Linked DNA regions of Ovis aries: all the other regions are linked to region 2. A link is a contact called in public Hi-C data. All regions are on one chromosome and are shown on one strand. The core of a region is the stretch at or near the end of the contact, and the rest is flanking DNA. Distances in the headings are between cores, read along the strand shown. Region 1 overlaps DOCK4 (dedicator of cytokinesis 4). Region 2 holds the start of DOCK4 (dedicator of cytokinesis 4). Region 3 holds the start of LOC132659685.

Region 1 (3,097 bases), core at 307-2,806, 140 kb after region 2:
GAAAAGCATTGAGCCTGCATCTACCCGGTGACCTAAGGTTATTGTTTACTGTTTAATTCACTGTCTGGCAGTACTCATGTCAGGCAACAGGTGATCATTTGGGTGCTCAGAATAGCCAGTCAGTGTTAATTCAAGGCTCTCACAGTGCTTTTTAAGTGGCAGGCACATTTATTACTACTCTGAAGGAGGCTCATTTTGTTAACATGGAAGGATGAGAGATGAAAGTTGGGAAATCATCCTAATGAGATCATTCATTAATATTGCTCTTTTTTGTTGTTTTGAACTGTTTCACTTGGGTCCTTTCATGGTACCTCGTTAAAGAAGTGATTCCGTGGTGAACCACTTGGGGGTAATCCAGAGAGACAGAGATCCTACTTCTTATCAGAGTGTCTCTGAATCCACAAGAAGGATTTGGGACCATTAATTGAACACAAGTGTGGACACCCGCCAAATGCAGGGCCCTGTGGGAAATGCCTAGGGATGTAGAAGTGAATAGGATACCACCTCTGTCTCTAGAAAGGTAAGACTCCCTCCAGCCAGTGGGGAGATTCCTGAAGGTTTCAGTATGGGATGGCATGCTTTTCTTTAGGTTACATAATAGGCTGATCCTTGCTCAAGACAGAAGTTACCATTATTTATAATAATTTGTATTTGTAATGTGTCTGGAACTGTGCTAAACACTTTATGTGTGTTATTTTTTTTAATTTCATAATAAACCTATGGGATAGATATTATTACCTCTGTCTTACAGATGAGGAAACTGAGGCTTAGAGAGAGGTTAACAACTTGTCCACATTCACATACCCAGAGGGATGGAGCTGGAATTCACACCCAAAGCCAGTGCTCTAAATCACTGTATTTATTTACCTCTTCTGACCCTGAACAGTCTAGAAAAATAGAACCTTCAGAGCCATTACAGGATCCTTTAGAATCATTTGATCATTTCAGTGAACTGATGAGGGATATAAGACATTCTTTCTATTTTATAGTTGAAGAAACTGACCTCGAGGGCTTGTTTGGAGCAAAGTTACACGTCTGTTACTAACTGGTAATGCTAGGTTGTGAACACAACAGCCTGGTCTTCTTAGTAGCACTCCCAGTAGCAATGAAACAAATAGGAACCACTTACTATGCAGGAACAAAGCGATCTGGAGTTTATTATATTTTCCTTCAATCCATTTTCCCTTTCCCTATTGTGTGGCCATGTATAATTTTCTTGACTCTCTATATAATTACATACCTGCTTCGAGATGAACACTCTAAGCACAGTGAGTAATAGGCTGAGATGGAATGTGGTCACCCCTGCAAAGTCATTCAGTTATCTTCCACAAAAGATGTAAATAAAGAAGCTGTTCCTGCCAGCAGACAGCCAGACTTCATCTGATAGGTGTCTGCTGTGGCTCTCTGTGGCAGTCACATGACAAGGATGTCAGAGTTCCTGGGGATTTCAAAGGGCGGCCTTTGAAGGCATGTTTTGTACCTCTCTGCTGCTCTGGGGAGTTTCCTCTTCCGTGTAGGTGCTAGAGGCCAGTCAAAGCTATCAGCTCTAGGAGGGCTGGCAGGAAACCGGTCCCTGCCTGTTTCCTGCAAGAAATGAATGCCTCTTTGCAGCAGGCAGCAGGCCCAGTGCTTTACCATGTCATTTGCACACTTTTTCTTTCTTTCTTCTTTTTTTTTTTAGCCTCCAGTTATCACTCCGTGAGCATGTACGAGACTTACTTTTTTTGCTCAGTATATTTTCCATTCTTTATAACTTAGCTGAAGTTGAACCTCCTCTGGGAACACCTCCCCAGCTAACTCACACCCACACTCCTGGCCCCTACCCCTCTTAGGATGCCTGGCATTGCTCTGGCCAGCCCTTCAGCGAGTCGGATGCACTGTCTCCATGGCCTTCCTCGGCGGGCCCTTGACATTGGACTGCCAGTGTGTTTTGTTTACTTGGAGTCATGGTACTTTCCAGTTCGATTCTAGGAATAGGATTATTTCTTAACTAATATGATTGGTTTCCCTGATTATAAATGTAATAGTATTCATTGTGTAGCATTTTTTAAAAGAGAGATAAAAAGAAAGGGTATGAAATCGCCAATGAACTTGCTGTCTGGAAACAACCAGAGTTGACCTTTTGGGCCATTTGCTTTCAGTGTCAGATGTGAATGGCCACTGTTTATGTTTGTTCTGTCCTCAAACAGAAGCTGGACACCTGAAGTTTTATCACGTGGGAGTGCCATGACCTTTTAATTTTCTTTCTTTTTTTTTTTTTGAATCTTTGGCCAGAAGCTCTATTTTGTGACAGTTCAGCCCATACGGGCTGCCTTCTTGTAACTGACAGTCCCCCATCATAATAGGAGCTGTCTAACAAGACAGAACACCTGTTTTCTCACCAAGAGAGAAAGCTGTATACTTTTTTGGATTGAAAGAACCATAAGCAAAAGAGAGACTGGCTTAGTGTCCTTAAAACCTCTCGTGTCGATGGAGCTGTGGTAAGTGGTGTGGAACTGGCTTATGAAATTTTTGCTCCACTTACCGGGATATTTTGCAGCTTCAAAACCTTTCATTTGCACAGAGTTCTGCATCTGCTAGAGTTCTCTGATGCAGATAATAGAATCCGCCCCAGCTGGTTTAAATGGGATTTGTTATGGGATATTAGCTGGCTTACAGACTCTCTGAAAAGATGCAGAAACACGCTCCAGGCTATATTTCCATGAACATTTCCTAGAACCACCCCACGGGACTAGCCTGACAAGCGGGCTGCCATTGCCGCCAGCCTCCGAACCACACCACCTCTGCCGTGACCCATGAAGCTGCCACACAGGTGACTCCTGTCCTCATACCTCTGCCATCACCTGTGCCAGCACTGAGGGTGTCCTGGGCCTGGCTCTTTTCTCACATAGTTCACTGCTGAATCAAATCTCACGTGTGAATGATAGAGCCTGTTCTCATGGCTACACCTTCTGTTCTCAAGGGAGGATTCACAGTATGGGGAACTGTCAAAGACAGCCCCTTCCTCTTTGGAAAAAAACAGGAAAGAACAAGAGTTTGGATGCCCACCAGTGTCCTTCTCCATAATCCTCTTTTCTGCTTTCAGTGGGAATTCCAT
Region 2 (3,367 bases), core at 158-2,657:
ATACTTTGGCCACCTGATGCAAAGAGTTGACCCACTGGAAAAGCCCCTAATGCTGGGAAAGGCCGAGGGCATGAGAAGAAGGGGGCAACAGAGTATGAGATGATTGGATGGCATCAATGACTCAATGGACATGTGTTTGAGCAAACTCAGGGAAACAGTGAAAGACAGGGAAGCCCGGAGTGCTGCAGTCCATGGGGATGCAAAGAGTCGGATAGGACTCATTGATAAATGGATAGATGATAGATGGATAGAACAACAACAAAAGAAAGGGGCTAGGGATTCTAAAGATAACCTCCTCTGCAGCTTTCAAAGTTTTATTTTTGCTCTCTATACTGGGTCAGAAGACAACCTGAAAGTGAAGCAAAGCCAAAGTAGCTGTGATGACTTTCTGTGAAGCCATGACAAGAATTACCATTTCCTTTCCTATTGCTCTAAGGACCCAGAGTTTGGGAAGATCTCCCAGGCTCTCTACATTCAATCCTGGAGAACGCCCGGGGCAGTTGACAGGGGAAGAAGCTGTGAGAGTCATACAGACTTTCCCTTCAGAGGCTGCTCCAGCCAACAACTGAGAAAAATCTGTAGAGTGACCAACCAGTTTGCAAATGGAAATCCGCTCGAACCCAAATAAAACCTATCTCTCGAGGCCAAACCAAGCAAACCGAGGCGAGGGTAGACTACTGGCGAGGAAAGAGGACAGCTAATTCCAGAGTTACACTCACACACGCGCAAACCTTGACCCACGCCCACTCGGCAGCGAAAGTAAAGGTGGGAGCTCCAAACGTAGGACAGAACCCAGGGAACTTCCCTGGCTGCGGATAAGGCCATTTCATCCCATTTTCTCTTCCCTCCTAGACAGTCTCCAGCAAGTAGCCTTCTCCCACCCCCTCCTGTCCCGCGGGGCTCCACCCGTGGCCCCTTCGCGCTCAAGTGGCCTTAGCGCTAAGGTCCGTCCAGCAGTCAGCTGTATTCCAGGTTGGAGAGAAACGAAGACAAAAAACCATTTGCACCTCAGAGGCACCGTACTCACCCTCATAACTGACACCTCTGGCTCCACCACGGTTGCCATCACTGTCCTCCTCCCCTTGGGTAGCAGCCCCCAGGGTCTTGGGAGCAGCCATTACTCGGCTGAGGGGGAAAAAAAAAAAAGAGGGCCGCAGACCAAGCGCGGGACCAATGGAAACGCGATTGGAAACGAATTCCCCACTGACGCGACTTTTCCTCCACGCCCACTCCGCGCCGTCACGATCTGGACCAATAGAACGTGGCGAGCGGGACGTAGTCCCGCCCCTAGCCGCTAACTCCCCACCTCCTTCCGGGATGGAGCTGTTGTAGAACTACAGTTCCCAGCGTGCTGCGGGGCGCTCGGCAGGGAGGGCTAGAAGAGGCGCTGACGGGCGGGGGTGCGCCGGAGAGTGCCCCGGCGTGTTCGCTTAGTTCAGTGAATCAGAACAATGACTGCGCCTCTGGGTTCCCGGGAGCGCGTCGGAGGACTCTGAGCAGCCACAGCCGGCAGAGCTGCGGGCGGCGCAGCCTCGGCCGCGCGGTGTCAACGCTGGGCTCGGGAGCCTCCAGCGCAGACCCTGCCCAGCGACCGCAGCCCGCGCGGAGCCGCGGGGCTCCAGCGCTGCAGCCACTACTCGGAAGCTGTGCATTGTTGTGAGCCGGAGAAGGGGCGCGGGGATTGCAAAGCCTGAAGACCCCGGACCCCTGTTTAGCCATGTGGATACCTACGGAGCACGAGAAATACGGCGTGGGTGAGTCTTCGCGGGGCGAACTTTTATTCTGCTCTGGTCCTAGCCCGACCGAGTGCGAATTTCGCGTCCTTGCCCCCGTGCCCCTCTCGCTCAGCCCGGCTGCAAATGCCTAATTCTGGCATCGCGCTGCGGGTTAGGGGCTTTGCTCAGCCACCTCCTGGCAGAGGGTTGCGCCTCGGGGTCTCGCCCCTCAACGCCGGATGGGAGCTCTCGGCATGGGTTCCCGGAGGGAGTGCCGGGACGGCTGAGGGGAGCGCGCGGCCAGCCCGCTGCTGCGGGCTCTGCCTGCGGAGTTTGGAGTGGCTACCGGGTGTGTGTGTGTCAAGTTGGAAGAGGAGAACGGACGGCTTTCCTCTCCCTCCTTCTCCTTTACCTTAAAGAAAGCAAGGGCTGCAACGACTTCCCAGGGTGGAGAGGGAGACAACAGTAGCGGAGAGAGAACATCCCCAAAACAGAAGGGAGGCGCAGAACCTTCCCTTTGCCTTCCACATTCCCGGAGTGCGGAATGTGGCACCGTCCTCAGAAGAGCCGCTCTGACAGTCCGGCCCGAGCCTTCCTCCTCCCTCCCATCCCGGGTTACCCGGTGTGTGTGTGCGCGCTCGGAGAGGCGGTGGGGCGGGGGTTAGTAAATTTCAACATCTGCGCCGCTCTGCTCTTTGGTCTTTGGAGGGAAACGGGTATTTCAGCAATGTTTTTGCTTCTGACCACCCTCTCTGCTCATGGTGGGGGTGGTGCTGGAGGACAGCTGTGGAGTGTTAATCGGGAGAGAGACTCCGAAAGCTTGGGTCTTCGAGGCAACGAGACAGCTTTTAGGAAAGATTACCCTGATACGGGTGTTAGGAGGAAAAGGAGCAGGGTAGCGCTCGCTGTTCTGTGTAAAGGTGAACAACAAAGGACATTAATATTGACGGATGAATACAGGAGTCTCCCTTCCTTTCCCTCCTCCCATTTCAGGCGGATTACAGTTCCCGTTTTTGTTGTTTGATTTCAGCTGGGTCGCCCCTTGACAGTTACTCCTTTTAGGTTGCGACTATTAAAAAGGAAGGCTCTCTGACAAGCCTGAAGCAGCCAAATGCAATTATAACCTCTGAGAAGGTTTGACAGAGAAAGTGTTATCATATAATACTTAATATAGTATTAAGGAAACATAATATATAGTTTCCTATAATGCCCTGTCCTGCTTATTGGTTTACTTTTTAAAAAATTGGGTGTAGATCTAGTGATTTAGATGATATGTAGGTATCTGCTTATGTTCTGCTTATGTTCATTTTCCTGTAATTTAAAAAATCTGGAAAGCCTTTCAAGGGAGTCATAATTACAGGGGATATTCCCACCCCCCCCCCCAACTTCACCTGGGGATAGGACTTTGGAGTGTCCTGAAAGGGCTGTATGATTGAACAAAGTCATTCCCCTGTATTATATGAGCTTTCATTTTGGATTTTGACTGGTCAGCAAGACAATAGTTTGCCCAGAACCCACCTTTGGGAAGGAGTTCCAGTTTTCCCTGTCTTTGAAATGTAAGGGGAGCCTTTATCAGGTGCTCAACTGGCAAGGAGTAGATGTTTCCTTCTCTTCACCTGCCTCATTTTTTGGGGTAGATTACTTCTTATTAG
Region 3 (3,542 bases), core at 812-3,311, 240 kb before region 2:
CAATCAGAGGCAAGCACAGCTAAAAAGTTCTAGTGTAAACGTCCAAAGATAGTCAAAGCATGTATAGTTTTATAAACTATCAAAGAATTGTTTTCCTGCTGCTGAAAAGTCACAAATGAGAATTTCCAAGTAAAATTTGAAAGGCAACCCCCAACTGCCTTCTGAGATTATTCTCTAAGTACCAGGAAGGAAGGAGGCTGGACAGGAAGCTTCAGAAGGGAATAAATGTTCCTTAGCGAACCAAGGAGGCCATTACCATTTTCAAAATGACTTTAGCTTGCTCCATCTCTGTGTCTGTTTCAACAAAAGGTAAACTTGAAGAATTAAAATTAATACGGACTTTCTAGACAGAATTTAAATGTTTACCTCTGACGAGGAGAAGACGAAGCAGAAAGGTAAAGAGGTATCAATTCACACAGAGCAACTAGATGTATTTTATATTTTGATCAAGAATGAACTTCATGAGCACCGAAAGCAAACATTCAGTCAAAAAAAAGATATAAAAATGGGGGGACTGCACCTATAATTCATTTCTACTGTCAATTATTAAATATTTAATACACGAGAGCAAGTTTTCGTCTTGCTTTTTAAATATCAGTTTCCAATTCTTTAAAGACTGACCTATTTATTTGCTAAAGAACAAAGGCATATCATTCTGAGGGTTAAAGTGGCAACTGTATTCACAAATACATATGGCTAATAGAGTCGATGTAATAACATCTGAGGTTATTTTAATATTTAATTTCAAAGTTTCAATAAAGCAATTATTAAGTGAGATGACTTTAACAGGGTTAACACTAGCTTTCAGTATGGTGTGTCTCGTTGGAGTTTCTGCTTGAAGTCATTTTTTCTTAGCTGTATAGTTAGGACTAAAAAATCATTAATTCCAGGAAAAGTTTCGACTTTACAAAGAGGAATCCAAAAAAAAAACTAACTAAACTTTTGGCTAACTGCAATCTGAGCTCCTCACCACTCTCGCCTATTCCGGGCTCCCAGCGGAGAACCTACAAAATACAGCACAAAGGAGCACGCAGTTTCTGCCCACGGGAGTAGGAGCTGGCTTCGACGGGTCGCCCGAGAGCTGGGGGCTCGGGATTTGTGCGGGTGCCAGATAGAGGTAGGAGCAGAGTCTACGCTGGGACAGTGGACTCCAGCCTCTGGCGCCTCGGCCGGGCCAGGTGCACACGCGGGATGCACAGAAAGGCAGCCGAATGGGATGCCACATGGGCGCCTCTTCGTCACCCCGGCCCCACCGCGCAAGGCCCAGGCCGCGTGACGCAAAAGCCGGTCCAAACCCGCCGGACGTTTGGCATTCCCGAGAACTCCATGTTGGAGCCGAGTGGTCAAAGGCGACCAGTGACAGCATGGACAGAACTCCGAGCTCGGCACCACCCTCTATCAAAGAGAGCTCTAGAGCGCCAGTACCAGTCTCTGAAAACACTTCCTCGCCCGCCCAGCTCCCAGTCACCCCCAACCCCGACCCACTCTCAAGCGCAAGAACCCATCTACCCCTCTCCCTGCCCCGCGGCCGGTGCCCAAGAGTTCGGTTCGCACGCCAGATCCAAATCGCGCGAGGTTCGGCTCCCAGGGCACGCTGGGAAGCGTAGTCCGCCGGCCACGCCAGGCGCCCCGCCAACGCATACGTCTAGAGGAATAGAACTACAACTCCCAGGGTGCCCAAGGCTAAGGGACTCGCCAACCCGGCCGGTATCTGGGATGCCGGCGGCGGGGATACTTTCTTACCTGCTGTCGCCGCCGTCGCTGCAGCTGCCCCTGAGCCGCCGCCACCACTGCCACCGCGGTGGGGAGTGTTCCGCTTCTTATTCTTCGGCATCGTGGGACGCCCGGTGCCGCCTAAACTCTAGCTTAGCGAGGATCAGCCGATGGAGCTGCACTTTTTACTCGTGCGTCTGTGCGACGGGCGGCTGAGAGGCGAGTCTTCGGCTAACAACAGAGGCGAGAAGCGGCGCGGGTAAGAGTGGGCGATGGCGGCAGCAGAAATCCCCGTGAAGAGCTGTGATCGGAAACGATACATGTTTCTCTCTAGCGCGGGAGCTAAGGCGGGGCAGGCGAGGCCACGACGCCTTAAGTAGTAGGACCGCCGCCTGTCGTCACCATCCGTGGGCGGAACTCGAACTCTCACTAGCCAATCGCCATATATCTCCCCACCAAAGGCCGACTTCGGGCGGGCGAACGATGCTCACCACAGATCCCATGCTGCAAGTCTTCCAGAGGCGCCCGGGGAGCCGGTCTTCGTTGTGTGCTGAATTATGGGATATGTAGTCGGCCCCGTGGAGCCGCCTCCCAGCTCCTCCCAACTGGCTTTTCTGCGCACATGCTTCCTTTCTCGTGACCCTTGCACTGCCTGCTGGCGGCCCAGCATTGGAATTGACGGAGGCGGCCGCCGGCGGTGAGCAATGCTGCGGGTATGCCACATGACGACAACCATCTTCCAAGTGGGAGCTACGCAATCCGCGTCACTGGTCTGACTCCAGAGACTCGCGTTCTTCCCTTTAACCTTTCCCTTGCTTGCGGCCTCTGCCCTGGCACAGAATCCCCTCTTTGGGAACGTTTCTGTGGTTTTAGTAGTTGAATTAGTTTAGCGATCATCAGTATCTATAACAGAATTGTGGTTCAGGGCTATGTGCCTCCCTTCACCTTCAAAAAGATGTGCCTTAATCTGCTGGGGCTTCCCAGATGGCTCAGCGGGTAAGGAATCTGCCTGCAACGCAGAAGACAGAAACTTGGGTTTGATCCCTAGGTGGGGAAGATCCCCTGGAGAAAGAAATGGTGACCAACTCCAGTATGCTTGCCTGGAAAATCCGATCGAGAGAGGACCTTGGCAGGTTACAGCCCATGGGATCACAAAGAGTCGGACACCACCGAGCACAAGGCACATTGACAATCTACTTAGTCGTGTAGTTCTTGTATTTCTCCTATTCTAGACTAGAAAGATCTGGCGACTTAGATTTCTATGAAAGAATGTGTCCTTTGACAATTCTTCCTGCCAGTTAGGAGGTCAGTCTGGGATAAGTATTGGGTTTGGGGACTTTAACAGCTGGTAAAACAAACATGAGCTATAAATACCAATAATCTCAGCGGTTTTTGTGTGTGTTATTTTCCAAGGTGAGTCTAAGATCTGTCTTCCTTGTTACATGTGTTACATATTTAGAACCTGTTATTGAGTTCATATATTACGCTTATGACAGACCGAACTTGCTGACTCACTTCAGTGTAGGTGACTAACCCCCACCTCCACCTCTCTCCTGAGCTACTTCTCTTATTTTCTTTTGAATGGCGTGTAGCACATTTCCACCTGAATGTTCCATATGCACTCAATCCAGCTTCTCAAATACTCCGTTTCCCTCTCCCTGTCTTCCTTTCATGTCTTCACAGTTACTGCTATCCTCCAATATGCCCAAATTGAAACCTGCTTTCCCTAAATCAATCAGTTTCTCCATAAAACTCCTGAATTCATAAGCTCTTCTCCAATCACACATGACCTCAGTTGGTGCCTGGGTATTTGAAAGGATCTCGATAGT

The links. Hi-C and Micro-C count contacts between places; a contact is called where the count stands out from the background.
Region 1: a Hi-C map of liver shows a contact between it and region 2, with 2.2 times the contacts expected there. The contact joins the enhancer-like site here to the promoter of DOCK4 in region 2. A contact is called at or near these places in 2 of 16 Hi-C or Micro-C datasets (hypothalamus and liver).
Region 3: a Hi-C map of hypothalamus shows a contact between it and region 2, with 4 times the contacts expected there. The contact joins the promoter of LOC132659685 here to the promoter of DOCK4 in region 2. A contact is called at or near these places in 4 of 16 Hi-C or Micro-C datasets (blood, hypothalamus, liver and 1 more).

Annotation. Positions count from the first base shown.
Region 1 is chr4:57,871,560-57,874,656 of ARS-UI_Ramb_v3.0, forward strand. All of the region lies in intron 2 of DOCK4 (dedicator of cytokinesis 4), which reads left to right. Among named protein-coding and RNA genes, the nearest start is that of DOCK4, 140 kb to the left of the region's middle. Within about 2 kb of position 1,557, at least 12 of the 54 cell types and tissues checked have an H3K27ac peak or open chromatin away from gene starts, as enhancers often do. A contact at or near this core is called in liver, where this site is marked.
Region 2 is chr4:57,733,537-57,736,903 of ARS-UI_Ramb_v3.0, forward strand. DOCK4 (dedicator of cytokinesis 4) reads left to right here and starts at 1,408. Exons shown (of 54, transcript XM_060414757.1): 1 at 1,408-1,754. It overlaps ZNF277 (zinc finger protein 277), which reads right to left and starts at 1,181. Exons shown (of 12, transcript XM_004007882.5): 1 at 1,028-1,181. The coding sequence starts at 1,118.
Region 3 is chr4:57,492,096-57,495,637 of ARS-UI_Ramb_v3.0, forward strand. It overlaps LOC132659685, which reads right to left and starts at 2,062. Exons shown (of 1, transcript XM_060414755.1): 1 at 1,710-2,062. The coding sequence starts at 2,035. The coding sequence ends at 1,877. IFRD1 (interferon related developmental regulator 1) reads right to left here and starts at 2,062. Exons shown (of 12, transcript XM_027968611.2): 1 at 1,744-2,062. The coding sequence starts at 1,834.